Regions from separate parts of the Mus musculus genome. Here regions 1, 3, 4, 5 and 6 are each linked to region 2. A link is a contact called in public HiCAR-type and promoter capture Hi-C data. All regions are on one chromosome and are shown on one strand. The core of a region is the stretch at or near the end of the contact, and the rest is flanking DNA. Distances in the headings are between cores, read along the strand shown. Region 1 holds the start of Rnf170 (ring finger protein 170). Region 2 holds the start of Gins4 (GINS complex subunit 4 (Sld5 homolog)). Region 3 holds the start of Bag4 (BCL2-associated athanogene 4). Region 4 holds the start of Fnta (farnesyltransferase, CAAX box, alpha). Region 5 holds the start of D830025C05Rik (a long non-coding RNA gene). Region 6 holds the start of Hgsnat (heparan-alpha-glucosaminide N-acetyltransferase).

The links. Promoter capture Hi-C pulls out the DNA fragments that hold promoters and counts their contacts. HiCAR-type assays count read pairs that join an accessible place to other places. Capture Hi-C pulls out chosen DNA fragments and counts their contacts.
Region 1: a promoter capture Hi-C map of pre-B cells shows a contact between it and region 2, with 4 times the contacts expected there. The contact joins the promoter of Rnf170 here to the promoter of Gins4 in region 2. A contact is called at or near these places in 3 of 39 promoter capture datasets (hippocampal neurons, neutrophils and pre-B cells).
Region 3: a contact with region 2 is called in a promoter capture Hi-C map of pre-B cells, with 6 times the contacts expected there. The contact joins the promoter of Bag4 here to the promoter of Gins4 in region 2. A contact is called at or near these places in 2 of 39 promoter capture datasets (liver and pre-B cells) and 1 of 115 datasets of contacts at active chromatin or transcription factors (large pre-B cells).
Region 4: a contact with region 2 is called in a HiCAR-type map of astrocytes, with 9 times the contacts expected there. The contact joins the promoter of Fnta here to the promoter of Gins4 in region 2. A contact is called at or near these places in 1 of 39 promoter capture datasets (pre-B cells) and 1 of 115 datasets of contacts at active chromatin or transcription factors (astrocytes).
Region 5: a promoter capture Hi-C map of pre-B cells shows a contact between it and region 2, with 7 times the contacts expected there. The contact joins the promoter of D830025C05Rik here to the promoter of Gins4 in region 2. A contact is called at or near these places in 6 of 39 promoter capture datasets (cranial neural crest, embryonic stem cells, hippocampal neurons and 2 more) and 1 of 115 datasets of contacts at active chromatin or transcription factors (large pre-B cells).
Region 6: a promoter capture Hi-C map of adipose tissue shows a contact between it and region 2, with 4 times the contacts expected there. The contact joins the promoter of Hgsnat here to the promoter of Gins4 in region 2. A contact is called at or near these places in 1 of 39 promoter capture datasets (liver) and 2 of 9 other capture datasets (adipose tissue and liver).

The regions. Positions count from the first base shown.
Region 1 is chr8:26,116,283-26,120,665 of GRCm38.p6, forward strand. Rnf170 (ring finger protein 170) reads left to right here and starts at 3,086. Exons shown (of 8, transcript NM_029965.4): 1 at 3,086-3,318; 2 at 4,158-4,281. It overlaps Hook3 (hook microtubule tethering protein 3), which reads right to left and starts at 2,942. Exons shown (of 22, transcript NM_207659.3): 1 at 2,676-2,942. The coding sequence starts at 2,732.
Region 2 is chr8:23,235,421-23,239,756 of GRCm38.p6, forward strand. It overlaps Gins4 (GINS complex subunit 4 (Sld5 homolog)), which reads right to left and starts at 2,248. Exons shown (of 8, transcript NM_024240.6): 1 at 2,050-2,248; 2 at 1,560-1,679. The coding sequence starts at 1,655. Gm39141 (a long non-coding RNA gene) reads left to right here and starts at 2,360. Exons shown (of 3, transcript XR_870246.2): 1 at 2,360-2,448.
Region 3 is chr8:25,782,964-25,787,663 of GRCm38.p6, forward strand. Bag4 (BCL2-associated athanogene 4) reads right to left here and starts at 2,246. Exons shown (of 5, transcript NM_026121.3): 1 at 1,936-2,246. The coding sequence starts at 2,208. Lsm1 (LSM1 homolog, mRNA degradation associated) reads left to right here and starts at 2,628. Exons shown (of 4, transcript NM_026032.1): 1 at 2,628-2,754. The coding sequence starts at 2,709.
Region 4 is chr8:26,012,167-26,017,138 of GRCm38.p6, forward strand. It overlaps Fnta (farnesyltransferase, CAAX box, alpha), which reads right to left and starts at 3,444. Exons shown (of 9, transcript NM_008033.4): 1 at 3,215-3,444; 2 at 1,304-1,389. The coding sequence starts at 3,414.
Region 5 is chr8:25,593,395-25,598,178 of GRCm38.p6, forward strand. D830025C05Rik (a long non-coding RNA gene) reads left to right here and starts at 3,089. Exons shown (of 1, transcript XR_003947362.1): 1 at 3,089-4,784. Letm2 (leucine zipper-EF-hand containing transmembrane protein 2) reads right to left here and starts at 4,102. Exons shown (of 11, transcript NM_001364069.1): 1 at 3,881-4,102; 2 at 2,968-3,051; 3 at 325-772. The coding sequence starts at 3,014.
Region 6 is chr8:25,973,958-25,978,234 of GRCm38.p6, forward strand. It overlaps Hgsnat (heparan-alpha-glucosaminide N-acetyltransferase), which reads right to left and starts at 2,787. Exons shown (of 18, transcript NM_029884.1): 1 at 2,568-2,787. The coding sequence starts at 2,754.

The DNA of each region.
Region 1 (4,383 bases), core at 1,836-4,335, 2.9 Mb after region 2:
AGTACAGAGAATAAGAAACTGTGGAGTGTGTTCAATGCTAACGGCACATCTATATCACAACCCTTTCTCTTAAGACTCCAGAGAGCACTGCAGAAGAGGGGGCAGAAAGACTCTAAGAACCAGAAGGTGTGGAGTGCTGCATATAAGTGTTTTCTGGATATGACAGGGATGGTATACGTAAGAATCCACAGTGGGCTATGCTGAGGCTGTATGCCCAGGATCTGCAGAAGAGCAAGTCAGCCAAAATTCTAGAATGAATGGAGAAGAGGTCATTTTGCTGAGAAGCTACCGGAGGCTGGAGGGGTCAGTCTGTTTTCTCCTGGGGGGCAGTCCCTAGTAGATTATCCCTGCTCCAGAAGACAGATCTACCCACATAAATACTGGCAACACTAAATGGATTCAATAGGTTAAAAAGAAAAAAGAAAGAGTGTGTATGAACTTGGGAGGGACAAGTGGTATTGAGAAGAGGCGGTAAACCTGCCCAAACCACACACCCACACACGAAAGAAATTCTCAAATTAAAAAATAGAGCCCAAATAGAGAGAACTGACTCCTCTAAGTTATTCAATGCCCTCCACAAAAGGGCTGTGTGTGCACATATCCATTTATGTGTGCATATATCCCCACACAAATAAATATAAAATGATCATTGTTAAAAAGCAAACAGGCTGTTGGAATGGCTGAGCAGGAGAGGGTGCTTACACACCGATCTGGTGACCTGTGACCTGAGTTCGTTGCTTGGAAAACATGGAGAGGGCATCAATTCCAAAAAGCTGACCACTGACCTTCATATGCATATGCTGCCAACTGTGCCCATGTGCACACATCAGTTACACAAGGGGGAATTTTTTTAAAAGGGGACTGACAGATGTAATGCCATAGGTTTTTGTGTTTTGTTTTGTTTACCCTATCAGGTAGGAATACATCTTGCTTCAGGGGGAAGGAAGAGGGGATAAGGTTTAATGTTTAAGCATATTCTGTTGGGCTAGCTTGTTATATACTGACAGGGCACGAAACATTTCCCATCCTTTCAAAAGTCTTCCTGGTTTAAAGAATAATTTGAAACTTGGCTGAGGTGTAGCTCTGTCGTGTCACCTATCGCCGTTCTCTATCTGAAGCATAGCAGTGAAGTCTAGCTTCAGGCTTGAAGTTGGAACTTACAGAGCATGTTAACTATGCACTATTTCCAGTGATCTGAAATTACAAGAATGATCTAACACAAAACCAAACCATAAAGGTCTCCATTGTATAAAGGCTGCTTCAAAGGGCACAATCAGATTAATGACATACCCAGTTTATAAAAAAACAAAAACAAAAACAAAACTTCAAGCTGGGTGTAGTGATGCAGGCAGACTGCTACAAATTCAAGATCATAGTTTGAGGTCAAAATGGGCCACATAGCAAGATCCTATCTCAAATGCACACACATCTGTAGATTCTACTTTTCTTACATTTATTACAACCGACCTAAGTTAACAGTTCTCAAACTTCTCGGCAGTGTTCCTGCACAAAACAGTGATGGTTACCTTCCAGAGATCTGAACCTCTAACCTAAGGCACTGTTCAGTAGAATTTTTTGCTATTTGCATTTTACCTTTAAAGTGACTAAGACCAGGAGATGAACAGCTTAGTGGTAGAGCCTTCCCTTAAAATGCAGGAGGCCCAAATACTACCATCTCCCCCAATAAGCAAACAAAATTAACATGTATCACAATAGCCACTGTAAATGTATCTGGGTTCTTCTAAAAAGGACAGCTAACATTTCTAGCAGTAAGTAAAATGAATGTTCCTGGTTTATCCCATGGCTCTGCATATATGCCTGGACCTACCTCCAACCAGCATATGAAAACCAGAAACAAACACGGTTAACTGTCCAGCTAATGAAAAGGGCCGTTTAAGCCATGACTATTGACAAAATCCTGCATGTTTACTTGAAAATTCGATAACCTTAACCCTCATCAATTCCAAATTAGAATCTCATGGTGCTTTAAAAATGTGTTTCAGTTCCATTACGAAATCCCTCAATTTTTCCAGTTCAACATTTTTATCGTTGGTTCCTTTTATAGGTACCATCACATCGTTTATAACAGTCAAAATGCATCTCGCGTTTTAAATGTTTTGCCTCTGAGTGATTCTTCATGTTTTGTCTATCCACCCTGCCAATGTACTATTTTCCAATGGGCAGGGCTTCATCCATCCCTCAAGGGGCTACACTCCATCCTGGCTGAACGCTACAACAAAGGCGAGCAGCATCGCTTAACTAGGGGGTCCCGACTGCCTCTACCGGGCGCCCAGGCAGAACCAACGCTTTGGATCACTGGGAGCTTGGGAGCGAAACGCCAGCGCCTCATCAAGGCAAACAGTCCTAATTACAGTGTCGCCTGCACCCCATCATTAGCCCCCACCGGGCAGGTTTCCTCTCGGACAGCAGCCAACATCTCAGGCCGGACAAGTTCCTCCTGGACCCTGGGCCCAGCCTGCCTGAGCCCGGCCTCTCCCTGCTGACCCTGACCCGGCCGCGGGTGTAGACGCGGCCGCACCGGCTACTCAGCTCCGCCCGTCCCAAGCCCCGGATGTGACGGCAGGTCGCCCCGGGGCGTTCGCCCCCCGGGACGAGCACCGGTGTCCGCGAAAAGGTGGCGGAGCTTTCCCACCGGCCCGCTGCCCACCACGTACCCAAGTGAGCAGGCTCTCGCACAGCTCCACCCGCTCCACAGACTCCACGTTAAACATCTTCCTGGGGTGGCCGCAGCGTCTCCCTTCAACCAACCAGAAGCCGCGGCCGCTCGGCTCGGGGTTTGAGTCCGAAGGGGTCAGGCAGCAGACCGGGCGTCTGGCGGACCTTCTCTTCCGTCCGTCCGCTCCCGGGGCGCGGACGCTGGCAATCGCTCCGCACTGTCACCAGCCCCTCCTTCCCTCGCTCGGGGCCGCGCACTCCCTTGCGCGCACCCGGCGCCGCCAGCCCACGCCCTCTTGCGCGAGCGCCGCGCCCCGCCGCGCCGCGTAGCGCGAGTCCCGAGGTCCGAGGGCCACTGCGCACGCTCGCGCTCGCTCAGCCCCGCCCCTAGAGGCGCGCTCCCAGAGCCAGTCCAAGGCCCGCGGGCGCGCGCCCCGGCCGGGCCCTGCGGTGGCGGCCGGTCTGTGTGTCTCTCCAGTCCGCTCACCCTCGCCGGGGCTCCGCACTGCGCGTGCGCTGACGCCGGCGCTCTGGCTTAAGAAGCCGCCTGTAGTTTGCACGGGAGGAGTAGCTAGGTAGTCCCCGGAAATGAGCTCTATGCCGACCCGCCGACTGGCCCGGTAGTTCCTCGGCCGCGACGAGGTACGCGCCCCCCTCTCCGGCCGCGGGCGTGTGCCAGGCCACGCCCCCGCACGGGCGGGCCGGGGACCCGCGGACTGCGGGACTCGGCGCGGTGGCGGTGGGGGGAGCTGCGGGACCGCGCGAGGGTAGGCTCCGCGCCCACCGCTTCCCTCCGGAAGCCGGAGCGCAGCCTTCCCTGAGTCGCCGGAGCCTGCCCAGAGTCTCCCTCCGGGCGAAGGTGGAACGGCTGACGTGGGCGCGTCTCGGAGGCTGGGGGCCGGTTTGGCCCGGCTGTGGGGAGCCCGGCGTTCCTCCTTGGAGCCCCCTTCTCCCACAAAAAACTTTACCCAAAGTGACAGAGGGTGGACGCCAGTTCCCCAGTGCGTAAGGACCCTTGCTGTTCCTAAGGCCTGCTTCTTGTGCTAGGAGTTGGCTTCATTGAGGTGCATCCTTGCCCGACTTTCGATTTTTTTTTTTTAATACAAGCCTTGTAGAAGGTTTCATATACGTTTTTAAGTCGCATGCAGAACAGTGCGTAGCAGTACATGTTTGAGGAATATTAATAAAATGAATTGCCACATTCCCAAGAGTTCTTCCATCCATACCATCTCTAATCTGATTTTTGTGATAGGCACTTACTTTATTTTAAAAGCTTTCCCTTTTAGCTTTTTAACCAGATGACTATGCATGTAGTATAATTTTCCTTTGTTTGATTTTGAACTTTTATGAATGGATATGTATTGTGGCTTTGGCTTTTAAATAATATTAAATTATCTGCAAAAATCCCATGATTGTCTAATATCCTATTGTGTGACTACAGCCTTGTACCCGTTCTACTATTGATGTGCACTTTGTTCCAGCTTAGGGCGTCTAAGAATAATGCTATAATAAACAGTCGACCTTAATGCAAAGATATTGGCGTTTCCAAGACAACAAGATACAAGATATATGCTTTGGAGTCCTAGGAGAATCTTGGATTCAAAGGTATGCATAACCACCAGATCATGCAGTCTTTGATTAGCAGTGCCTGGGAAGAAGTTATCTTCCCAGGGCACACCTTCACTTTTTTTTTTTTTTTCTTCAGTT
Region 2 (4,336 bases), core at 998-3,497:
AGAACAAGCGAAGACACCGGAGACAGCCACCACAGGCCAAGGAGAGACCAGCCAGCCAGGACACTGACCTCAGCCTCTTACACACAGTAAAACCCTGGGGAAGCCACTCATCTGTTTGATTATACAGTCCAACCAAACAAACACAATCACCGAAATGAGAAACTCTGCACTGTAAGAAAGACCCAATGAACCTTTTATTTTTTTAAAGTTTAGTCAAAGTACAATTACATCATCCCCTCTTCCTCTCCTCCCTCCAATGCCAACCATATCCCCCGACTCCATCTCAAAATTCATGGCCTCTTTTAAATTATTGTTACCTATATATACAAATAAATGCATAGATAGAACCTGCTGGATTCATGCGGTGTTGCTCGTCTGTCTGTTTTCAGGGATGGCCATTTGGCACTGGATAACCATTTAGGGACCTCATCCCGAGGAAGACTAATAATCTTCCTCTCTCAGCTGTCGTTATTCGTCTGCAGCTCACTTAGGGGTGGGGCCTTGTGAGGTTCCCCATCCGTGTTGGAATGCCATTGTCATTCATTGTTTGGGTCCTGTCTAAGCAGCAATATTCCTGAGCTCTCATGGGCACAGCCTCCCTGACATATAGAGAGGATAACCCTGCAGCAGATGTCCTGGTCCTCTGTCTCTTCCTGCTCTCTCTTCTTTGGCGTTCCCTGAGCCTTGGTTGTAGGGGCTATGTTGTAGAGGTATCCACTGGAGGTGGGTACCCATGGTCAACTGTCCTCTAAAGAACACTCAATAGTATACGCCATGAATGTCCCAGAACTTATAGGGCAACACAGTGCATGCTTTTACTGCCAGCACACAGAGGGCAGAGGCAGGTGAACTCTGAGAGTTCAAGACCGGCCAGTGATGCATAGTGAGGCCCTATCTCAAAAACAAACTTAAAACAAACAAACAAAAAGCAAAAACAAAACCTAAAAAACCCCAAGCATGTTCAGAATTCCTAAACTACCCGAGGTTCATGAGAAGATATTATTGAAGGAGGAGGAGGAGGAGGAGGAGGAGGAAAAGAAGGAGGAGGGGAAGAAGAAGAAGAAGAAGAAGAAGAAGGAGAAGGAGAAGGAGAAGGAGAAAGAAGGAGAAGGAGAAGAAGAAGAAGAAGACGACGACGACAACAACAACTATGCAAGAAATAATCACTGCTATTATGACCAAAAGGGATGGCAATTTCTTGTTAGAGCAGATATCTTCCAATGGGGGAGGAAACAGAGGAAGAGACTACTATAGAGAAATGGCATGCTTCTCTACAGATCACACACATCTTTACGTCCTCAAAATAGCACAGCAGAGCATTGCTTTGTGAAACATTCTACTACATGTGTCCAAAGCCTACTTTTACTAGCCATCCTTGAAGACTGACAAGATGAGACTCCTAAAGAAGGCCCTGCTTTCTGGCTTCCTATTTTTATGCAGATGTTACAAACACTGCTCTTTGGAAACAAATCTTCTGTTTCCTTATTTTCTGAGCCGTGGTACTGCACACCTGGAGTAAGTTAAGAGCTAAGAACACGGGACATATTTGGGGTGCTTACCTGCTCCAGCTTTTCAATGAGCTCTGCAGGAGTTAGGACCATCTCCTCACTACCCCCATCAGAGTCCTGTCCGTGGAGATCCAGAACCTCCGTCATCGTTTCTCAACCGGGAACCTACACCTGAAAAATAAACCAACACCCTGAAAAGCTTCTCCCACTTACTTGCAAGAAAAGGCATTTAGGGACAAGTTTATTGGGGCTGAAGGGGGTGCACTGGCCAGGGATGGCGAAATCAGAGACTGATTTTTCAGTGTTGGGTTTAGTCCCTTGGTCGGTTTCTCTCCTAATCTTTCCCGCTGCATGGGCCTGGACCTGGGCAGATACCACACTAAACCGCAATGCTCCTTGTCGTCGCCAGGAGCAGCGTTTTGCCTCAGTGGCCCAGGAGCCCATTCGGTTCAAATGAGAAAAGTGCATCGTGTCAAGTGCTCGGCACATCGCGTCCTCAGCTGCAACTGACCCGGGGTCGCTTGGACACTCCAGCGCTCACCTCGCAGTTGGCACTCAAAGCGGCTACACGGCTCAGGGATCCCTCTTCCCTTCTCTCCTAGCCGGCACGCTCGGGGGACACCACGGACTGAGGCTCCCCGAGCGGTGGGCGCCGGAGATCGCGCGGAAAGCCCGCGGCCCACAGACCCGACCAGCAGCGGTACAGCTCCCGCGCTCCTTTCCCCAAACACAGCGTCGACAGGAAAACGTCTCCGCGCTGCGGGAGCACTAACCAATCAGGCCCAGGGGAAAGCGGACACACGCCCCTTGGCCCCGCCTACCCCGGGGCGGGCTCTTGCCGAGCTATAGAACATACTTCCGGAAGGCGGGGAAGGAGGCCGGGAGTGAAGTGCCGGGTGGCACCGTCTCGGGACGGCCACGTGGGGGCGTTCGGCTCACAGTAAGGAAACCAGGCAGCGCCGTCTTGTGGCGAATCGGTACAGGGCCCAGTTCCTTCCTTCCTTTAACATTTACTGTGTGTGGGTTGGTTCCATTGCCAAACCTGTTCACAGATTCATATATGTGTGTTGAAACTACATTTAAGAGACTCACTCCATTGTCCTTCCTTTACATTTTTTTTTTGCGCAGAGTTGTTCTCTAATGTTATTTGAGTTGTTCTTTTTGGTGATGAAAGAATGCCTACTGACTTTCTAGGATTCTACCTTTTTAGTGAGTGTGAATGCAATATACGCATGTGGTACATGCTCAGGTCACGATCGCATAGCAAGTGCTGTTACCCACTGAGCCCCCTTAAGATTATTTTTATAGATATATTTCCTTATTTTCATGTATGTTAGTATGTGTGCTTGCACATGAGTGTGGTGCCAGCTGAGGACAGAAGAATGCACTGGATCCTGATGGAGCTCATAACATGTGGTTATGAGCTGTTCCACATGGGTACCGACAACCAAACTCCAGTCCTCTGGTTTAGAGCAAGTGCTCTAAACCAATGAGCTATCTATCTCTCCAGCCCCTAGCCCCTTATATTTTTTAAGTGCCAAACTTCCTAATTAGCTTCAGAGATGGAATCAGATTGCAAATTTTTATAGTTTTATATACCTATAAATTATGCATCCTGACATATTACTACTTGAAAGAGTAAGAAATAACAGAGGATTGAGCCGGGTGTGGTGGCACAGGCCTCTAAGCCCAGCACTTGGGAGGCAGAGGCAGGTGGATTTCTGAGTTTGAGGCCAGCCTGGTCTACAGAGTGAGTTCCAGGACAGCCAAGGCTACACAGAGAAACCCTATCTCGAAAAACAAAAACAAAACCACAACAACAACAAAAAGAAATAACAGGACTAATAGAAAGTTATGGAAATTTGAATTTGTGGTAGCCTAAAGATTCTTGGTATTATACCTATTTTTTAAATTAAAATGATTTGTATAGATGGGAGCGGGGGAATGTGGTGCAGTGGTACAGTACAATCTTAGCATTTAACCTGGGTCCAGTCCCCAGCAACTAAGTAAAACAAAATCTCTTTCTACAGTTTATCACTGACGTACAAAAAATTTTCATTATTTATTTTTATTTGATACAGGGCCTCATCATGTAACTCTGACGAACCTGGAACTTGTTATGTAGAGCAGATTAGCCTCAAACTCATAAAGATCCACCCACCTCTGCCTCCTGGTGGCGTAAACATTTTAATATTCATCTGCTAACAGGATGCTTATATTTTGTTCCACATATCATTAGATTGATATTTTATTATCAAATAAGCATGGAACAGATAAAATAAATTACATCTGTAGAGTAGCCCAGAGTGATAAGAAATTAGCTTAGTGAGGTTGGTTATGAAGTTGTATTTTCTGAGACAAGAACCAGAAACCAGAAGCCTTGGCTGTTTGGTGTATTACAGCAGATTCTGTAGGCAGCTGTCATTCTAGAAACTGCTCCATCACAAGCTTCCGGCGTGACCTACAGAGAGTCCTGTGACTGCTTGAACTCACCCTGGGTGTTTGTCTATGAGAGGGGCTTGTCTTTGACTTTTACAGAAAGCGAGTAATACAGCTTTACCCTCAACACTGGGCCCTTCTTTACTTTCACTCACTTGTAAGTCAGGAAAGTTACTTTCCACACCTCTCCTTTCCTTTCTTTCCCTCTCCTTCTTTGTCTTTAACATTTCTAGGGGCGACAATCACTGCGGACAAGGCAATTTACAGACACATGCAAGGTGGTTTGCTCTACAGCCTGCCTCCACAACCCCTGCTAATCTAACTATGTTGTCCTGGATGGCCTTGAACTCACAGAGATCCGCTGCTTCTACTGGAATTAGCCACCATAC
Region 3 (4,700 bases), core at 996-3,495, 2.5 Mb after region 2:
AAGCTCGACTCCTTTTCCTCATCAACTGATCTTTAATCTGGGTACAAAAGTCCTTCATCTCTAGATCCTGTGATTACAGTAGATCCGCCGGCCTACTTATCCCATCCTACTTACTGAATCAGCACAGGAAATAGGGATCCTTCTTCCAGCTAACTTCTGAATACTACCTGGTTTCTATTCTTATACAATTTTTAGAGGAACAATTAGCCTACCCGTTTAAAATGTACAATTCAGTGGTTTTTAGGATACTCAGAATTGGGAAACCATCTTCACCAACTTCAGAACACTGTACCACCTCAAAGCCCAGTTTTGCAATTCTTCCTTCCAGTCCCCAACCTAGCAGCCCACCATGTTTCTGCCTGGAGGAATCGCTCCCTATGGGCACTACACATAAATGGAATCACACAATATGAAATGCAACCCTTTGACTAACTTCATCCAACAAGCATGATCTAGTTAAGGTTCATTCCATGTTGAAACAAGTATGTGAGTGGGGATGGAGGGGGGGGGTCAATTCATACCTTTCTAGATGTTATGTTCTAAAATGTTAGCCATGTTAGTTAATCCAGCAACCAGTTGATAACTGTACCAGTTATTTCTAATTTTTGGCCATTATCACTAATGATGTTAAAAAGATGTATTAAATAGTATATGGACATGTTTTCCTTTGTTGTGGTGGTGGTGGTTGTTGTTCATTTTTTGAGACAGGGTCTCACCACGTTGTCCAGGCTGTCCTGGAACTCATTATGTCCATGTGAACCAGGCTGGCTAGTCTGCCTCAGCCTCCTGGGTACTGAGATTAAACACACCAGCCCTTGTTTTTTGTTTGTTTTGTTTTGTTTTTTTGTTTTTTGTTTTTTTTTCAAGACAGGGTTTCTCTGTGTAGCCCTGGCTGTCCAGGAACTCACTTTGTAGACCAGGCTGGCCTCAAACTCAGAAATCCGGCTGCCTCCCAAGTGTTGGGATCAAAGGCATGCGCCGCCACCACCAGCAGACTTTTTTTTTGTCGTTTTTTGTTTTTTCAGCCCTTGTTTTCTATTTCTTGAGTATACTTACAAGTAGACCTGCTAGATCATAAATTAACTCTCTGTCAGAAGTTTTAGGAACGACCCAGCTATTTTCCAAAGCACTGTACTATTTTACAATCCCGTCGTGGATATGTGAGAATTTTATAATTAATTTTCTGCAAGTAAGAATGTTACAAAGGCCAAAAGATGTGTGCCACCATCCTAGAATGATAGCCCCATACGAAGATAAAATAGAAACACACTTTTGGCATGTATGCAAGCAACAAAATGTTACAGGTCCAAACATACTAAGCAAGTCGGTCTCTCAGAGCCTTCTCCATTCAAAAATTGGGAAGCATTAATAACATCTGTCTTGCAGTCTTGCGATGATTAAATAGAACATTAAGGTACTTTGCAACATTGATCCCTCCTGATTCAATTCCAGGCAAAGCTTTAGTGATAAGGAACTAAGTGATCAGCCCGCCCCGTTTCGATCCCTTCCCCGTGGGAGGGGCTGCTGAGTAAGGGCTGGGGCTGCAGCTCCCCGAGCCACGCAGGATAAATTGTTACAGCCCAATCACGCTAACCTACGCTCTCGGGAAAGAGATCCTGCAGCCTGCTACTAAGCTTAGGAAGTCAGCGCAGAATATTTTTTCGTTTTTTTTTTTCGTGGTTAACAAGAACACTTATGATGGCTGAAGTTAAAAAAAAAAGCAAAAACAAACAAACAAACAAACAAAACGAAGGGACAAATGGAACCCAAGCCTAGCTCCCCTCGCATCTCTGGTCCTCGTCTCTGCACCGTCCCCAAAAGAAGAACAAATCAGAGACCCGAGTCCTAACAGACCCTAAGTATAAAACCCCCAAATGTCCTCACCTCTGCCCAAGACTTCCCGACTGGAGCCCCGGAAAAGACTTCGAAGCTTACCTGGTGGCCTCCCCCGGCTCTGCTCGCTTCTGCCCAGGCGCCTCCCGAGGGGTAGTAGCCATCGCCACCTGCGCCTTCGCCCGGCCAGGTGGTCTCGGCCGGGGCGCCCCCGCGCCCTCGCCAGGAAACCGGAGGCTGGGGAGGCTCCGGACGAAGAGGGGGGTATAAGGGCGGAGGTACGTGCACCGGGACATCGCCTCCCCCGGGCCCGTAGTAGCGGCCGTAAGAAGGGCCGTCACTGGGGCCGTAGCCCGAGCGCCTCAGGGCCGACATGGGCTCCGCTGCCGCGAAGCGCTTCCCGCCCCCCACGACCGTCCCATTGCGCAGGCGCCTGCGGGAGGCCGCTATTGGCGAGCGGCGGAGGGGGATAGGACGGCTACAGCCAATCCCGAGCCGGTCCCGCCCCTTGCACGCCGAGCGCGGAACGGTCATGGACGGTACGGGTCAATCCGGGCCTCGGGTCGGGAAAGCGAGGCGAGGGGCAGCGCTCGTCACGCGTGAGGAAACGCCTATCCTCCGCCCTTCCGACCTGGACTTCACTGCACTGACTGGAGGGGAAGAGAACGTGGTCGGCCACCGACTGGCAACACGCCCGGCACGCCTCTTTCGGCGGACGGGCAGGCGATACCGGAAGTGGGTGGGGTCACCTGAAACGCTTCCGGCGACTAGCGGTGTCTGAGCTGCAGGTGAGCGGCCGGTTCCCGTCCGCGTCCCGCCGACGGGCGACTGGACGCCCTCGCGGCCGTCCGGTGCAGCCTTGCGAGAGCTCAAACATGAACTATATGCCCGGCACCGCCAGCCTCATCGAGGACATCGACAGTGAGTACCTAACCTCTCCCTCGGGGGAAGCCTGGTGTGGGACCCCTTTTCGAGTGGGCGTCCCTCGACAAGGGCCCAGAGAGTGATCTCTGGGCCCGGGCGGGGTGGTTCTGCCTTCACAGCCTCGGACGGAGCCTTTTCCCAAGCTGCCTTCTCTGTCCTTGAGCGGGTAACACCTCCCCGCCCCCCGCCCCCCAAGCTGTGAAACGCCTTCCGAGGGGCGCAGCATCCGACTTGGGAACGTGAAGGGCAGAGCACGCGAAGGAAGTCGCCTGAGCCACTTCGCGTTCCCAAGTCGGATGCTGCGCCCCTCGTAAGGCGTTTGACAGTGAATGGATGGAGATTGCTTCTAGAAAGGACTCACCAGACCCGACAACAGCAGTTGAATTTAATTAGCAGAGAACGTAGGCTTTCTGTTGTATAGCCACTAGCACTCTCCTTTTTCTGTAAGGGTCATTAGCACTTTCAGATTAAAGTTGTAGAGACAGGTGCCGGACGTAATAACGGGATTTTCTGCGAATGCTAAGTCACTTCAAACTTACTCTTTTCTGTTTGACAGTTTTGCTTTTACTAAAAGGAGGTTAGTCCTGTAAAAATAAAGAGGTTACAATTTCGGTTTTAAAAGGTTTAATTTATTGTGTATTTATGTCTCGTCTACATGTAATTAAACCACGGGCATATTGGTATCCACGAAGCCAGATGACTTTCTCTTCTTGGGATCCTCTGGAATTGGAGTTATGGACCGAGTTACAGAGTCACAGTGTGGGTGCTGAGAAAGGAACTCAGATCTTCTGCAAGAGCAACACGTGCTCTTCTGAACCATCTCTCCAGCCTCCACTTTCATTCCCCCGCCCCGAATTCTTACCTGTGTATGATTCCTTGAATATAACTTTTTTTTTTTTTTGGTTTTTCGAGACAGGGTTTCTCTGTATAGCCCTGGCTGATCTGGAACTCACCTTGTACACCAGGCTGGCCTGGAACTCAGAAATCTTCCTGCCTTTGCCTCCCAAGTGCTGGGATGAATATAACTTTTAAAGCAGCATTAAAAAAACAAACAAACAAACAAAAAAAAAAAACCGCTGTATATGAGCATGTATGTATGTGCATTGCGAGCTTGCCTGGTGCTGGAGAGAACAGAAGAGGGTACTGGGTCCTCTGGAAGACCAGACAATACTCTTTAGCACTGAGCCATCTCTCAGGTCTATAATCAGCATTTTAAAATCATTTTAATACTGTGACTTTTCAAAAGCAAAATGATTTACAACTTCAAACAAGTAAAAATGTTTTGTGTGAGTTTGCAAATTAGAGAGCAGCTGTGATTATATAGACTGGGATAAACATATTAAAGTTTGCTCATATATTACAGGTATAGATATTAATATATATTTATATGTGTATTATAGCTGCATACACATATACACTACTTTATAAGCCTATCTATGAAGTGTGATGAAATACTCTTAGTGGAACTTTTTGCCTTCACCTTTCCTTAGATACGTGAATTACCGAAGCTTCTAACAACAAGTCTGCTATCTTACTAAACGCGCTTGTGTTCTCAAGCCTTCTTGGACTTTGTGGATCTCAGACCCTTTCATTTGATATACAACCTTTAGAACGTGTCTGTCCCAGTCTTTATGGGGCCTTTTGGTTTTTTCGAGTTGTTTTTGTTGTTATTGCTTGTTTTTGTTTTGTTTGTTCTTGGGTTGAGACAGGATCTCTCCATGATCCTGGCTATCCTAGAATGCCCCTGCCTCTGCTCTCCCTTGCTCTGATTTAAGATAGGTGCCATCATGCCTGGTTCAGCTATGCTTGAGTCTTCTAGCTCAGATATAGCTCAGTGGTGTGTCTCCATCAGACTCGCATCCCTTCCTGAGTACCCCAGTGCACTGCAGCTTTGACTCTGCTGACCATCTTTGTCTAGATTTTGCTGTCAGAAGCTTTGGGGT
Region 4 (4,972 bases), core at 2,194-4,693, 2.8 Mb after region 2:
CTCAGCAGTTAAGAGCACTTGCTGTTCCTACTGAGGGCCTGGGTTTGGTTGATGCTTAGTTACTACTGATGTAAACATTTCTGTGTATATATTTCTATTTCTTCTAGAAATATCACATGGAAATATTTCAGAAAACACTTTCCTGTAGTTATATACTCTGAAACTTTCCTTAATAGAGTATTTTGTTTTACATCTTATGTCATAATGCCTTCATCACAGTAAGAACTAAGTATTATTCTCTTTGCTTATCTTTTTCCCCTGAGATGGGTGATCATGTCTCGTGACCAGACACAGTCTGCTTGTTGCTTTGCTGGGCATCAAATCCAGGAGCACTGCATATAGCAGGCAAGTGCTCTACCAGAGCTACAGTCCTACCCAAAGATTATTTGCTTACATTTTGCATATGGCTTATTTATTTTTGTTTCAGAACATCAATTTATTTTTATGTTCATTAAGGTATGAGGTATAACAACAAGATATAAGTATGCTTTTATCTAAACCCATAGCCAACAGAACAAAGCCTTTGAAGTCACACACTCAGGCCCATATCTACTGCGGCCTACTTTCAGTATCTAAGAGGCTTATGACCCGTCTTCTTTCTGTACTAGGACAGTTAATGAACTGTTCAGTACTACATTTTCATATTTGATATACAGCAACCCGCATACCATTGTTCTAATTGTTCTTCCTTTAAAAACACTTGTTACCATGACTTCATAATCAGTAAATGCATCAATAAATTATTTTGGCAAAAAGAAATGATCTTAGAAAACAAAGCATTAACTGGGAGTAAAAAATTTACACATGCAAACATACAAACACATAAAATTCCAAAAATAACACTACATCTATTTACCCTTGCTGAGAAGAACAATCAACATCTGTATGACCTCCTAGTTACAGAAGAGTTCACATTCATGGTAAGAAAAGGCTACTTTGTTAAAGAAAACATCACTGCATACATTTTAACCGAGGCGTGCACTACACAGCTAAAATACATTTTAAAATGATGGTACTTGAACAACTAAAGCTTATTTTAGACAAAACAGTAATCCATCTGTTATACTTTAAATGCAAATTAAAAGCACAATGATACAATAGCTAGTATGTATTATAATGTAACATTCATTGCTTTGACTATCTCCATCTCCTAAATAAAATACAAAGACAAATAAATGACAAAGAAGATATTAACTCAGCAAAGTAATTCAGGTTCTTAGTAAACAAAAATCTCTCACTTTTCTTATTATATGGTTGTAAATTTCAACTTTGTTAGCTATTTTCCTAATAAATGTAAACTTACACTTTTCACTGTAGATGATCTGGACCACTGGGTTAGGGCCGTCATTCTGGGGCACTGGGTCTATATCAGCCCATTCTGCTCTGTCCCTGAAAACAGACATGTTCCCCATGATTATATGCAAACATGTTAGACGAAAAACAATTCTGGTGCTTTTTTGTTTTTTGTTTCTGTTTGTTTTTAATTGGTAATAATCATTCAATCAAATGGAGATCTTAATGGTTGGACATACACAAGGCACACACACACATACAGTAAAATACTTTTCTTTCTTTCTTTTTTTTTTTTTTTTTTTTTTTTTTTTTGGTTTTTCGAAAACAAGGTTTTCTCTGTGTAGCCTTGGAACTTGCTCTGTGGACCAGGCTGGTTTTGAACTCACAAAAGATCCACCTGCCCCTGCCTCCCGAGTGCTGGGACTAAAGGTATGCACCACCACCAACTGGCTGAAAACGCCTATTTTTAAAAAATAAAAGTTAATAAATCAACAATTTCAAATTTATGGTGTGGCAAAATGTGGTCTTCTAGAAAGTATCCAAGGTTTAACTTAAAAATTAGCCTCCCCCATTTACTTAGTAAGATTCTGGAGTTAGTATTTTTTTTTTAAACATGCATTTTAGTAGGAACTAACCTTTTAAACTCAAATTAGGACTGGGGATGTATCTCAGGAGGTAGAACACAGGCGCAAAGTCCTACATGTGATACTTCAACACTCCCCCCAAAGTCCAAGGAAGCATTATGAGTTATTGTCACTACAGAGGGACTTGTTAGGCAGAGGGAGGGCCTGGCATGTGGAGATGCCTGCCTAGCATGAGGGAGAGAAGGCTCTGGAATCTGACAGTTGCCTAAGCCAGAATATTAGCTTTACAACTTCCTGTGTGAAGTCATTAATCTGCCTGGATGTTGGTTTCTTCATTTATAAGATGAAGATAATGTTACCAGTCAACTTTGGAAGGCAACTTTGAGAAGGAATAATTTTGAGTACTTAAAACCTGCATAGCATACTGTATGCATGCTAACAATCCAGGGAACAGTCTCAAAACAACAGTATGACTGCAACAACTGGCACTTCTGGAGACTTCCATGAACTGCTCAGTGTGGCCAGCCTTGACTTACATTCTTTTCTTCTTCTCTATACTAATCAGTTACTGACAGCAGACATTTGTGGTACGCAGTTAACCTTGAAATTGCATCCCTTATGTAAGAATATGGGGAAAAGAATGACCTGCTAATTTTATATATATATATATATATACATATGTATGTATATATGTATATATATATATCCTATAGTTTGGAGAGAGGCACGGCAAACACGGTCATTTAGTTCTTCGGAAATCAGCCATCCGAAGAACATAATTCATAAATCAGAGGAAAGTTCTGAAGCTATGGGACCCCACAACCAATCTCAAGTCATCCAACTGCAGAAACCTCTATAATGCCTTTCACTCATTCCTGAAAGCCTGGCAAATGAGTCACCTAAAGGGTTTAGGTAGAACTACAAAAAACAGTAAGTACTTTTTGACAAGGAACTAGGGGACATGGAAAGGAAGACAGAAGGGATGTGCACAGTGGCCAAGATGAAGGAAAGGCAGGAAAGTTCTCTCCAGGCAGCAGAAGGCACGCAAAGGCCCGACAGTGTTTGTAAAGAGCAGATCTGGCCGCTTAAGTGACATTATCCCATAGCGAGCTGTCAAAAGGGCGCCTTTCGGATGATGCACGGCTCTCAGCAGGGCAGCACTGCGGGACCACGGAAGTGTCACCGCACCCTAGCTTCAGAAGAGCGCCGCCGCAGCCTGCGGCCACCCGGGGCTGCGCGGCGCGGACTCGGAGGGCGCCCCCGTCCGCCGAGCTGCGTCGTCGTCGCTCGCACTCAGCCCCGGGCCTCTGGCGCCGCGGCCCGCAGGAGGGCGTTACCTGTACAAGACATAGGTGGGCGAGTCCAGGCTCAGAAACCCGTCGTCCATAGGGGACGCCGCCGCTTCCCCGGCCTCAGCCGCCATCTCTTCTTCCTGCGGCTGCTGTGCTGGCGGCGGCGGAGGCGGGGGCGGCGGCTGCTCCGGCTGTCCCGGCTCGCCGCCTGCCGCAGATTCCCCGACCCCCTCGGTGGCCGCCATCTCGCCTCCGTCCGCAGCAGAGGTGGTGGTGGAGGCCCCGCCCCCTCCGCGGCCCGCCCCGCCCCCGGCGAGGCCCACTTCCGGTTCCTCGGGTCCTACCATAGAGGCGTGGGGTAGAGGGCCCGGCCCGGAGGCCTGGCCTGAATACCTACTGTCCTCGCTGCTGTGTTTCCAGGGCCCCCTTCCCGAATGCAGGTTTTCAGAGGCCTTTAGGTGCTAATTGGCAAGCAGTGTTATTAGTTGTTGTTTCCTTTGTTGGGTAACTTTTCTGTTTCCTTGCTTTTGTTTCTTTTTCAACGCTTAGGATGGAACCGGAAGACTTGCACATGCTAGGCATGTGCTCTACCACTGAGTTACATCTCCAGTCCCCAGCGGCCCCCTTCTTTTGGACCATCTTAGGAGTGTGAAGAATTGCAAACGGTGCACAGCCAGCCACCTCTTTCCCCCCTCAGGCTTCCACTTTAACCTTAAAAGGGTCTTTACATTCTTTCACACTTTACATGTTTTTCAGTGCTAGGCGTTTATATAATCCTATAATAAAATAGCAGCATTTTATTAATCCGGGGGGTGTCTTTGGAATTAAATTTGGATCTGTGCAGAACTCCTTTCTAAATATAGAGAATAGATATATTCAATTAACAAATATTTACTATACAATAGGCACCAGGTTCATTCGCAGCAGCGCAAAGACCATAGTGTCTGGTCACCATATATTCTAGGGAAGGTTCTTAAATCAGAACCGATTGAGGCAAAGTGGGAATAAAAGAGACAAATGTCTTTATAAGCATACTGTCCTTTAATTAGAAAAAAATCCAAGGATGGTCATGGGCCTTGGAGGTTTTATAGGGTAGAAAAGGGACTTTTGGGATTCCAACAGAGGTCGGTATGTGATCTTAGCTGAAGTTTCCCCACATCCTAATAGCCCACAGGTGTTATCAGTCAAACCAACTTTTCTGTGCTGAGTTTCTCAGTGCAGCTGTGCTAGTGATCAAACCCAGGATTTAGAAATGCTAGTATTGGCTGGGCAGTGGTGGCACATGCCTGTAATCCCAGCACTTAGGCAGAGGGGCAGAGGCAGAGGCGCAGAGGCAGAGGCAGAGGGGCAGAGGCAGAGGGGCAGAGGCAGAGGGGCAGAGGCAGAGGCAGAGGCAGAGGGGCAGAGGCAGAGGCAGAGGGGCAGAGGCAGAGGCAGGTGGATATATTATTTACTCATTACCTTGTGGTTTGTGTGTGTGTGTGTGTGTGAGAGAGAGAGAGAGAGAGAGAGAGAGAGAGAGAGAGAGAGAGAGAGAGAGAGAGAGAGAGAGAGAGAGAGAGAGAGAGAGAGAGAGAGAGAGAGAGACTGAGACTTACCTGCCAGAAGGGAGCCCACCTTTGGGGGAACTTAAAAGAAATTCCCTTTGTTCTCTGGATTCTCCCTTAAGACCTTCCATAGGTTGGGAACTAGGGTGGAATGGATTTGTATTTTCCAGTGCAGATGAAAGTTCTGTTTATTCGAAATGTATTCGGTAAGTGTCCACAACAAAGGAGCTCTTCCCCTCACTCAGTCCGTATCTAA
Region 5 (4,784 bases), core at 1,839-4,338, 2.4 Mb after region 2:
GTTGAAGACAAGTAAGATCAGAATTAAACAGGTTCCCAGGGGCTGGGAGGATATATATATACACACATCCTGCTAGATCCCGCTGGGAGGATCTATACAGATCCTTGCTAGATCCCTTGCTTAGATGCTCAAGGCCCTGGGTCCCAACCCCAGCAATGGCAGGAAGCTTTGGTTTCTGATCAGTAATTATAGTTTCTACTTTAGGAGAGCGGGGAGTGCTCTGCATCAACCTCAGGGCCTACAGCATGCTAAGGAAGTTACTTAAGATTTTGAAGATGGAGTTTTCGTTTTTACTTCCCCATTTCAAATCTGTTTCTTGCCTACCCTTCGCCTCTCTCGTCTGGTTAGCGCATTACCATGCAGTAGCCTCCACACTATTCTGGCAGCGACTTTGGTGTCAATCCAAAGCAAGCTGAATCCTTTGTAATAGTATTTAAGTTCATTCACAATTTTTTGTCTCAACGACCGCTTTTCTTCTGTAGTCTCTGTCTTGGCTTCTTTGGTAGGCTGAGGGCTTGCTGCCTTTGGCTTCCCTGTTTGCTCCAGCTGAGGTTTGCCAGGGACATGTTGTAGCCAGCAGGTTGTGTGCAGTTTTTGTGGGAGCCTGGTCCGTAAGGGATGGACTTTATTATTGCCTGTTAGACTGGGATAGGAGTACTTCCTGCTTCCGCAGTTTTTAATGTAGGCTGTACGCAAGTGAGAATCTGGCAAGTGGAGAAATGCAAGTGATGGGAAATGAGAGCAGGAAGGGTACACAGAATGGCCAGGCAGTCTGGAAAAGAAGGATAACACTCTTTCAGTGAGACATATTATTACAAACAGTAACAAAAGGATATTTTATCTGGTTAAAACAAGACAATTAGGCTAGAATATAAGTAACTGATGTTTATTAATGAATGAAATACAATTGTGTGTGTGTGTGTGTGTGTGTACTTGTATGTTGCTGGGCATCAACCCAGGACCTTATATACTTCCTGAGAATGTACTCTATCATTGAGCTACAAGCCTCCTCTACCCCCAGCCAGAAATACAACTTTTTTCTTTTTTTTTTTTTTTTTTTTTTGTTTTTGTTTTTTTGGTTTTTCGAGACAGGGTTTCTCTGTATAGCCCTGGCTGTCCTGGAAGCCACTTTGTAGACCAGGCTGGCCTCGAACTCAGAAATCCGCCTGCCTCTGCCTCCAGAGTGCTGGGATTAAAGGCGTGTGTCACCACGCCTGGCTAACTTTTTTCTTTTTTAAACTGACATTGAGACAGGGCTTATATAGCCCTGGCTCTCCTGGAACTTGCTGGTAGACCAGGCTGGCTTGGAATTCAGAGATCTGACTGCCTCTGCCTCCCTACTGCTGAGATTAAGGTGTGCACCATTAAAACTATACTGGGAACCAAAGCCAAAAAAAAAAAAAAAAGTTCACATATGCTAGGCAAGTGTTCAAATAGCTGAGTTGTGCTCAATCATTGAACATATTCTTATGAAAAATATCAGTAAGTTAATTCTGAAGAGTAATTTGCTATAGCAAGTTCCAAGTTCTGAAACTATTAATGTAAACATCTAGTGGCCAGTGAGATAGTTCAAGGGTGTAAAAGCACTTGCTGTCAAACCCTGGTTAAATCCTTGGGACCCGGATGGTAGAAGGATAGAACTGACTTTCATAAGATGCCCTGTGATCTCCAAAAGGGTGTCAGGGGCATGCTCTTTTTGAGTAGTTAAGCAACAAAAAGATTTAAAATGTCTTATTAGAAAAAGTATCTATTCAAAAACATATTTCTGTCAGGGATGATATGACAGTACTGTCTCTACTCTCATAAAGTAGCCGAAGCTCTGACTGTTAGCTACTCTACTGACAACCAAGAACATTTTGATGAAACAACTTCATAGTCCCTGTGAGGATTAACCAATCAGGTGATACTGTTTTGTCCATGTGTCTATAGATTCCCTCAAAGGGATGAAATATAATCTCCCTGAAATTACTCAAGAGACTTTGAAAAATAGGAATTAGAATTGAGCACTTCGACCAATGGTTTTTATATTCTAATCCTGTAGTTAAGCTAGAACATAAATAAAACACAGCCAAGTAGAGATAGCACCAAGCAGCCAGTCAGTCAAGAGTGGTGCACACCTTTAAACCCAGCACTCAGGAGCAGAAGTGGGCAGATGCCTGAGTTGGAGGCCACCTTGGTCTAGAGTGAGTTCCAGGACATAGATACAAAACAAACAACAAAAACAAAACCCCAAGACAAACAAAAAGAAAAAGAAAGGAAGGAAGGAAGGAAGGAAGGAAGGAAGGAAGGAAGAAAAAAGAAAGAGAAAGAAAAAAGAAAGAGAGAAGGGGAGATTTTTGTTGTTGTTCTTGGCTAAAGGATGGCCTTTTCCCATTCTTTAATGCAATTTTTAAACATATCAAAATATAGCCTATAAATGGACAAAAGGAAAAATATACAATGAATGTGGCAAGTGGTGAGTGTTCAGTTAATCTTCTGAATGCACAAGTGAGATGACAAGGGACCTTAGACTGGAACATGTCCTGGGCTAAGCTTGTTTAAGAGCCATTTTACTTTTCCTTACACCTGAGGTCCTCGTGTAATCTTCATCAATAACAGAAATGCCACTCTAAAACTGTCTCATCTATTTTCCTCTATCATGTATTTCCAAAATTACTCAGCTTACATTCTAAAGCAGTTCAAATTAAAATATGTTCTTCCTTGAAATGTATTGAAAACTCAGCAAGGTTTTCTGTACTAAGCCAATCTTTTTGTTTTGTTGGTTACTTCCTTTATTTATTTATGTATATTTTTGAGACGGTCTTGATATGTAGCCCAGGCTGGCCTTGAACTCAGAGACCAGCCTGCCTCTGTCTCCTGAGTGCTGGGACTAAACGCATTTGTCACCACGTCTTTTACAACACATGTTTTTCATATAGATGCATGAGTTTATATACATTTTTTTTTGTGGGAAACTCCAAGCCTTACCTTGTCCAGAAAATAGCTAAGAATGAATTATAACTGTAGAAGGCCATGTTTATTTTTTTTGTTTCAACTAACCAACACAGAGACCTAGGCAAAAGAAGCAAACAATTTAGTATTTTAAAAAGGAATCAATTAAACATGAGAATTTAGGTGGTTTTTTTTTTTTTTTAAGAAAAACTAAGGCAAAGAGAGAGATTTGCATATTCAAGGTGTAAAATTTCCTTCAAGTTCATTTACAAAAGCCTCAGTATTTTCTTAGCTCTGGATTTGAAAATGGTACTTTTTCGATCCAAACACACAGAAATGGGTTCTAAGAAGATGATCCTGAAGACGATGTGGCCTCCAAAGGCTTTTTTTTTTTTAATTTTTTAAATTTCTGGTCAATAGTGTCTAATAATCTGCTGCGACGGTTAAAAGGAGAAAGACATCTTTATCTGTAACCAGAAAATACAAGTAGAAAGTAAGCACCCTGGATTCATTTACCACCAACCCAAAAGTCTAAAAGTTCTCACTAATTTCATGTGGGAACAGCGAAGACATAATGGTATCTACTAAAGGCTCAAGCGCAGATGCAGAATCTCCAGAGTCCGAACTAAGCTCTGTACCTTTAACTAAAACCGTTCTCCACCCCGAGCCGCTTCTCAGCTACTGGCATAACACTGCGATCTCGCAATCGTGCCGGAAGGAGGTTCCCCAGGCCCTCAACCCCACCCTATGGAAACCTCAGCTAAAAAGTAAACATCGCGAACCGGGCACAGCACCTCGGAAACCAGCCCCACCGCGGACAGCGCTCCTCCGGAGGGAGGCCGGGCCTGTTGCGGAGGCTCCCCAGCCCTTGGCCCCGGGGCTACGGGCCACTCCCAGGCAGTCTGCCCGGCGTTTCGGGGGAACCCCACGCCCAGCGCTGCGGGGTTACCTCTGCACCCCGCGCTCGCCGCACCGGTGCAAAAGGCGCCCTCGGCTCTCGGCCGGTAGTCTCCGCGGAAAGTGGGGAGGACTGCGGTGGGTCTGGGGATTGTTGGAGTGGGGTCAGGTACACCGTAGGGGAGAATGTCCAAAGTTTAGGGGAGAGATCGGGGTTGACGGGAGACGCCGAGGGAGCCCTTGTCCGCTGCGAGGTGACTAAGGCCCCAACCCTACCTTCCCAATTCCTCCCCGCCCCCACGCTAAAGGGGCCGGAAGCCCAGTCTCCATGGTTCCACCTCCTGCGCCTCGCCCTGTGACGTCACTCCGAGTGACGCCACTACCATCCAATGAGCTCTCAAATCCTGGGACTGGCTCGCGTCCTTCACGGCAGCCGCGCGGAAGGCAACAAGGTCCCCCGCACGAGCCCGCGAAGTCACTTCTGGGTCGGAGTTAGTTGAGGCAGCGTCTGTACTACAGGACCAAAGCTGCGTCCCCCCCCCCCCCCTGCCTGCCCACATTCTGTAGTCTAGCCAACTCCTCGAGAACTCCTTGAATGGAGGCCCTACCAGAGTAAGGTCTGATAGTAGCCTTTGTAACCCAAATTGGAGTCACTGATGACATCACTTTGATGATTCCGTTCCTCACCCTTTAGTCTCCGAAACTGCCTAGAGGTCTTGGGTTGGCGAAGGAGGTTGTGAGGTCCTGGTGGCAGAGGGGCAGCACTGAGAAAAAAAAAAAAAAAAAAAAAAAAAACCTTTCTTCTGCGGGGTCGAAGGCTGGAATGCTTCTGAAATCTTCATACGGAATTTGATTTTTCTCTTTAAAAAATGGTTTCATGTTGTCGCTTATCATTAGTTGTGTAGAAATCTCAACATTCAAAAATATATTCTAGAGTACTTGTTAAATAAGATAGG
Region 6 (4,277 bases), core at 1,537-4,036, 2.7 Mb after region 2:
ACCAGTTGCGTGCTGCAGCCACAACAACAGCCTCCAACCCAAGGCCACGCAAAGCCAAGAGCAGCTGCCAGAACTAACAGTGCAACCAAGTCAGACTTACACTGAGTGGAAGAAAAACCTAAATACAGACTGCAGCCCTCCCGAGTCACATGTGCAGGTGGGCGAGACTCCTGGGCCATTCTGCCTTGTAAAAGTTTGAGAACTCTTGCACCCCACCATTCTGGTGGAAGACTATGAACCTCCTCGCTTTAATGGCACATTTGAAAGGCATATGACGTGTATGACAAGACTGAAGGGCACTAAGACTCCCTGCTCCAGCATTCAATCAAGAGGTACTTGCTTGATGACATCATTAAGTTGGCACTCACTTAGGACTGGGGTGTCTCCTCTCACCACATAGACTCCAGGGACTCAACTCAAGCAGAGTTAGGCTTGACAACACATTTACATTACACACAAACACACACACACACACACACACACACACACACACACACACACAGCATTTAAAAATGAACTTCTGGGGCTGGAGAGCTGGCTCAGCAGTTAAGAGCACCAACTGCTCTTCCAGAGGTCCTGAGTTCACATCCCAGCAACCACATGGTGGCTCCCAACCATCTGTAATGGGATCTGATGCCCTCTTCTGATGTGTCTGATGACAGTGTACTCCTATACACAAAATAAATAAATAAAACTTAAAAAAAAGATGTCTTTAAAAAAAAGAATGAACATCTGTGAGCAAAGATTTTTTTTCCCCAAAAATAGCTTTTCAAAAATGTTAATACCATCTCAAAAGTACTGTGAAATTCCAGTCCTTTTCGGTGGGGCTGGAGTATGACATCTGCAGAGATCATAGACTCGTAGCTGGTAAGGATGACTGTCTTACTGTGTGCCACATCCTAACAGTCTTATACGATAGATTAGTCTTTTTTTCCCCCTCCTGTGGGGACTTCTCTGCACTGCAGTGATTGGCCTTGAATTGTTGGGTTCAAGATATCCTCCTGCCTCAGTCTCCCAAGTAGCTGGTGCTCCAGGCAGGCACCACTGTGTGACCTAGAGAGACCAACCAACTTGCTTTAGGTCCGACCTGCTGGGAGGTAGGTAGGAGTGGAGTTCAGTCAGGGGCAGTAGTTAACTCCTAGGTTACCACACTCCAGAAAGGACGCAAGCGTATCTGCTCTGTCCCTCCGGCCTCCACCAGCCCTTGGATTTCTCCCTCATCTTTCAGCTGGATAAAGAGAAAACAGCAATTTGAACATGTCCTCCCAAAGCTCACCACAGCCATTTACATATCCTGTGAGTTTTGGAATATTCGTTTAACGGCTTTCCTAAACCTAGGTATTCTTAGGGGTTTTGTTTGCTTGTTTATTTGTTTGATCTGTCATAATTTTCTTTTTCATTCCTCCTGTTAATTTTTTAAAATGTGTTTGGGTGCCTGGCCTGCATGTATGTATGTATGTATGTATGTATGTATGCATACCACATGAGTGCCTGGTACCCAAAGAAGCCAGAAGATGGCATCAGAACCCCTAGAACTTGAGTCATATGTGGTTGTGCCCTGACATGGGTAGGTGGTATCAAAGGGCAGCCAATTCTCTTAAGCTGGAGTCATCTATCCAGGCTACCTACCGTTCATTCTTGACAGTCTTCCTTTTCCAGTGAGAGTAACTCCCTGTGCAACTACTCTTCACCCTATACAACAGCATCCTTTCCTGGACAGAATGGCTGGATTTCTACTTCTTAGTCTTTAGTAGTATGTTTTACGCTTAGATTTGCCATGTGGGTTTTAGGCTCAGAAAGAGCTTGACATTGTTACTATATAATTTGGGAGCATGTAGAGTCCCTCAGGCCTAGCTGAACGTCAGAATTGCCCCCCCAGGAAGCTTCAAATAAGAGCAGCAGTGAAAAGTTCAAACACCCTGGCCAGACCCCAAACTCAGCAGGATTTTCTTTTAACTCTCTCCTCCCAAGGACGGGTTGTAATTGCAAATTGTAACTCACACCGTTCTTCGTGCTTTTTGCATTGTTTCAATGTCTTTTTTAAAGTTTGGAAGCTGAAGGGGTGTTCAACACAGGCACCACATTCCAATTTCTATACAGAAAAGGGGATGAGATGGATAGGAAAAAGGCAGGTGACATACCTTGCCAGGTGACAGGCCCTATCCCAAACAATGCATAAAGGTAAGGGGTGGGGGTTTGGGGTAGAAGTGGGTGTTCACTTGCCTCAGTCCTCGACCCAAACTATCCTCTCGATAGGAGTTTGTGAAATGGAGTTGCGGGACCCTATGAACCTTCAGACCTGAGTCAAGAGAAGTCCCAGAATTCCTATTTTTTCACCCTTCCCCCTGGTGAATTCGGAGACGGACAGAGCACCCAGCCCCAAGGTCCTTCAACTGAACCTGGGAAGCCAGACCCGGGTCGCGGCTCCTGCGACGCCGGCACTGCGGTCCACCCCAGCGTGGACCGGGCGCGACGCTCAAGTCCTGCGCCCCGCGGGCCGTGGGGAGGTCCGGGGCAGGCCCACGCACGGTCCCCGCTACCCCTAGCCGTGGGGGCCGCTCGCTCACCTGGCTCCGCCCGGCGGCCGGGGGCCAGCAGCGTGGCGCTCAGCACCGACCCGGCCAGCAGCAGCGCTGCCAGCGCCGGGCCCGCGCCCATGCCTCCCACAGCCTCTCTCCGGGAGTTGCGCTCTGTCCCCGCAGCCGAGCTGCGCTCTTCTGCCCGGCGCCTGCGCGAGCTCGACCCGCCCGTCATCGCCCGCTCCCGTGGCGTCACCGCTCCTGTCCCGCAGGGGATGGCGGGGAGAGGGCGGGGCCGCTCCCTCCTAGGCACGCCCCGCGGAAGCTTCCTAAGCCCCGCCCAGCTGGGAAAGCATGCGTCCAGCTAGTGTCCACCATAGGAGGGCAGCCAGGCTGTTTTCTACCCTCTGCACAGTGTTTCTGTCCCATCGGGAGAAAACCGCAAAAGAGTGGTCTTTGCTTTCCCAGTCATCCACTCCCTCACCATTCCCTGAACGTTCTAAATTCTTGCATCTTAGCCTTTCAACGTACAGATACGTGTTACTCACCTTCTAGGAGAGTCCTTAGTAAAAATGACTACAGAGCTTCCCCCTTACACGCACAAACTCTGGGCGTTCACTACCTAGAGTGAATGATACACCCCTTAAAAGGTCTCCTGTTTCTGGCCTTGCACAGGTTGCTGCCAGTCTGTGGAAGTTTAAGGTGTCCAGGGATGAGGACCTTATAAACCACACTGCTGTCTGTATTCCGGGAGAAACCATCACACGCGAAAGAGGGCAGGCATGATGTTTGTAATAAAATTGTAGTTGCAAAATCGTGTGGGCAATCTGAATGGCCGTCAACGAGACAGCATCGCGCCATGCAGCAGTGGAAATGAACAACAGATCTTCCCATTTCCACCTGTGAGAGGCTTCCATAGGATGATGAAGGGGAAACTGGTTGCACTTAGCTTTGTAATGAGTTTATTTACTTTTTTTGATGGACTCATTTACAAATTCAACTATGCAAAGAAACATACCAGCAACCTCATTTAAAGAATCACATTCTTTTGTTACTAAACACAACAGTGGTCAAAATTATAACGTATAGAATGGATCCCAAGATTTAATGGAAAAAAGAAAAAACAAAACAAAACACCCTGTGCTGAAAAGTTTCAGGTTCCAATGTCACTGAATCCAGTTCTGAACATGTTTCTTAATATTTCTTTGTAATGGATCCCCAGACTGGAGCACAACTGCCTTAGTGAAAGACCCATTCATGTTCTATAATCAGCATATAAAATGTAGCACCCACCAAAACTAAAACAAAGGCCTAAATCCATCAAAACCCATAGTTCTGGGAAAGTCTCTAAAGATAATAACCTTGGTTTTGGCTTTTGGCTAACTGTTCTTTTTAACTAGAGTATTGCAACACAGGGTATAGTGTTGTGCTAAAGAGTTCACCAGCTAATAAGGACTTCCTATTGGCTTAAACCCATATCCAAGTAGTCTTCTCTGGTGGACTCCCCCACAATATGTTAGAAATATGTTCTGGGTCACAAAGAAAGAGACCATCACTGCACCCGAAGTGTCTGGACAAGGCAAACTACTTTCCTCTCGATCAAGGGTGTGCTCTGTGTGTCACACTTAAACACAGCGAGATAGAAATGAATCTGGTTTTTATTATAGCTCAGGGAGTGGCTAGAGCCCGACTTCACAATCTTATCCATTTAGCTAGTCTGAAAAAGACTGGCCCACAGGAAATGAAGGAGGAAGAGGA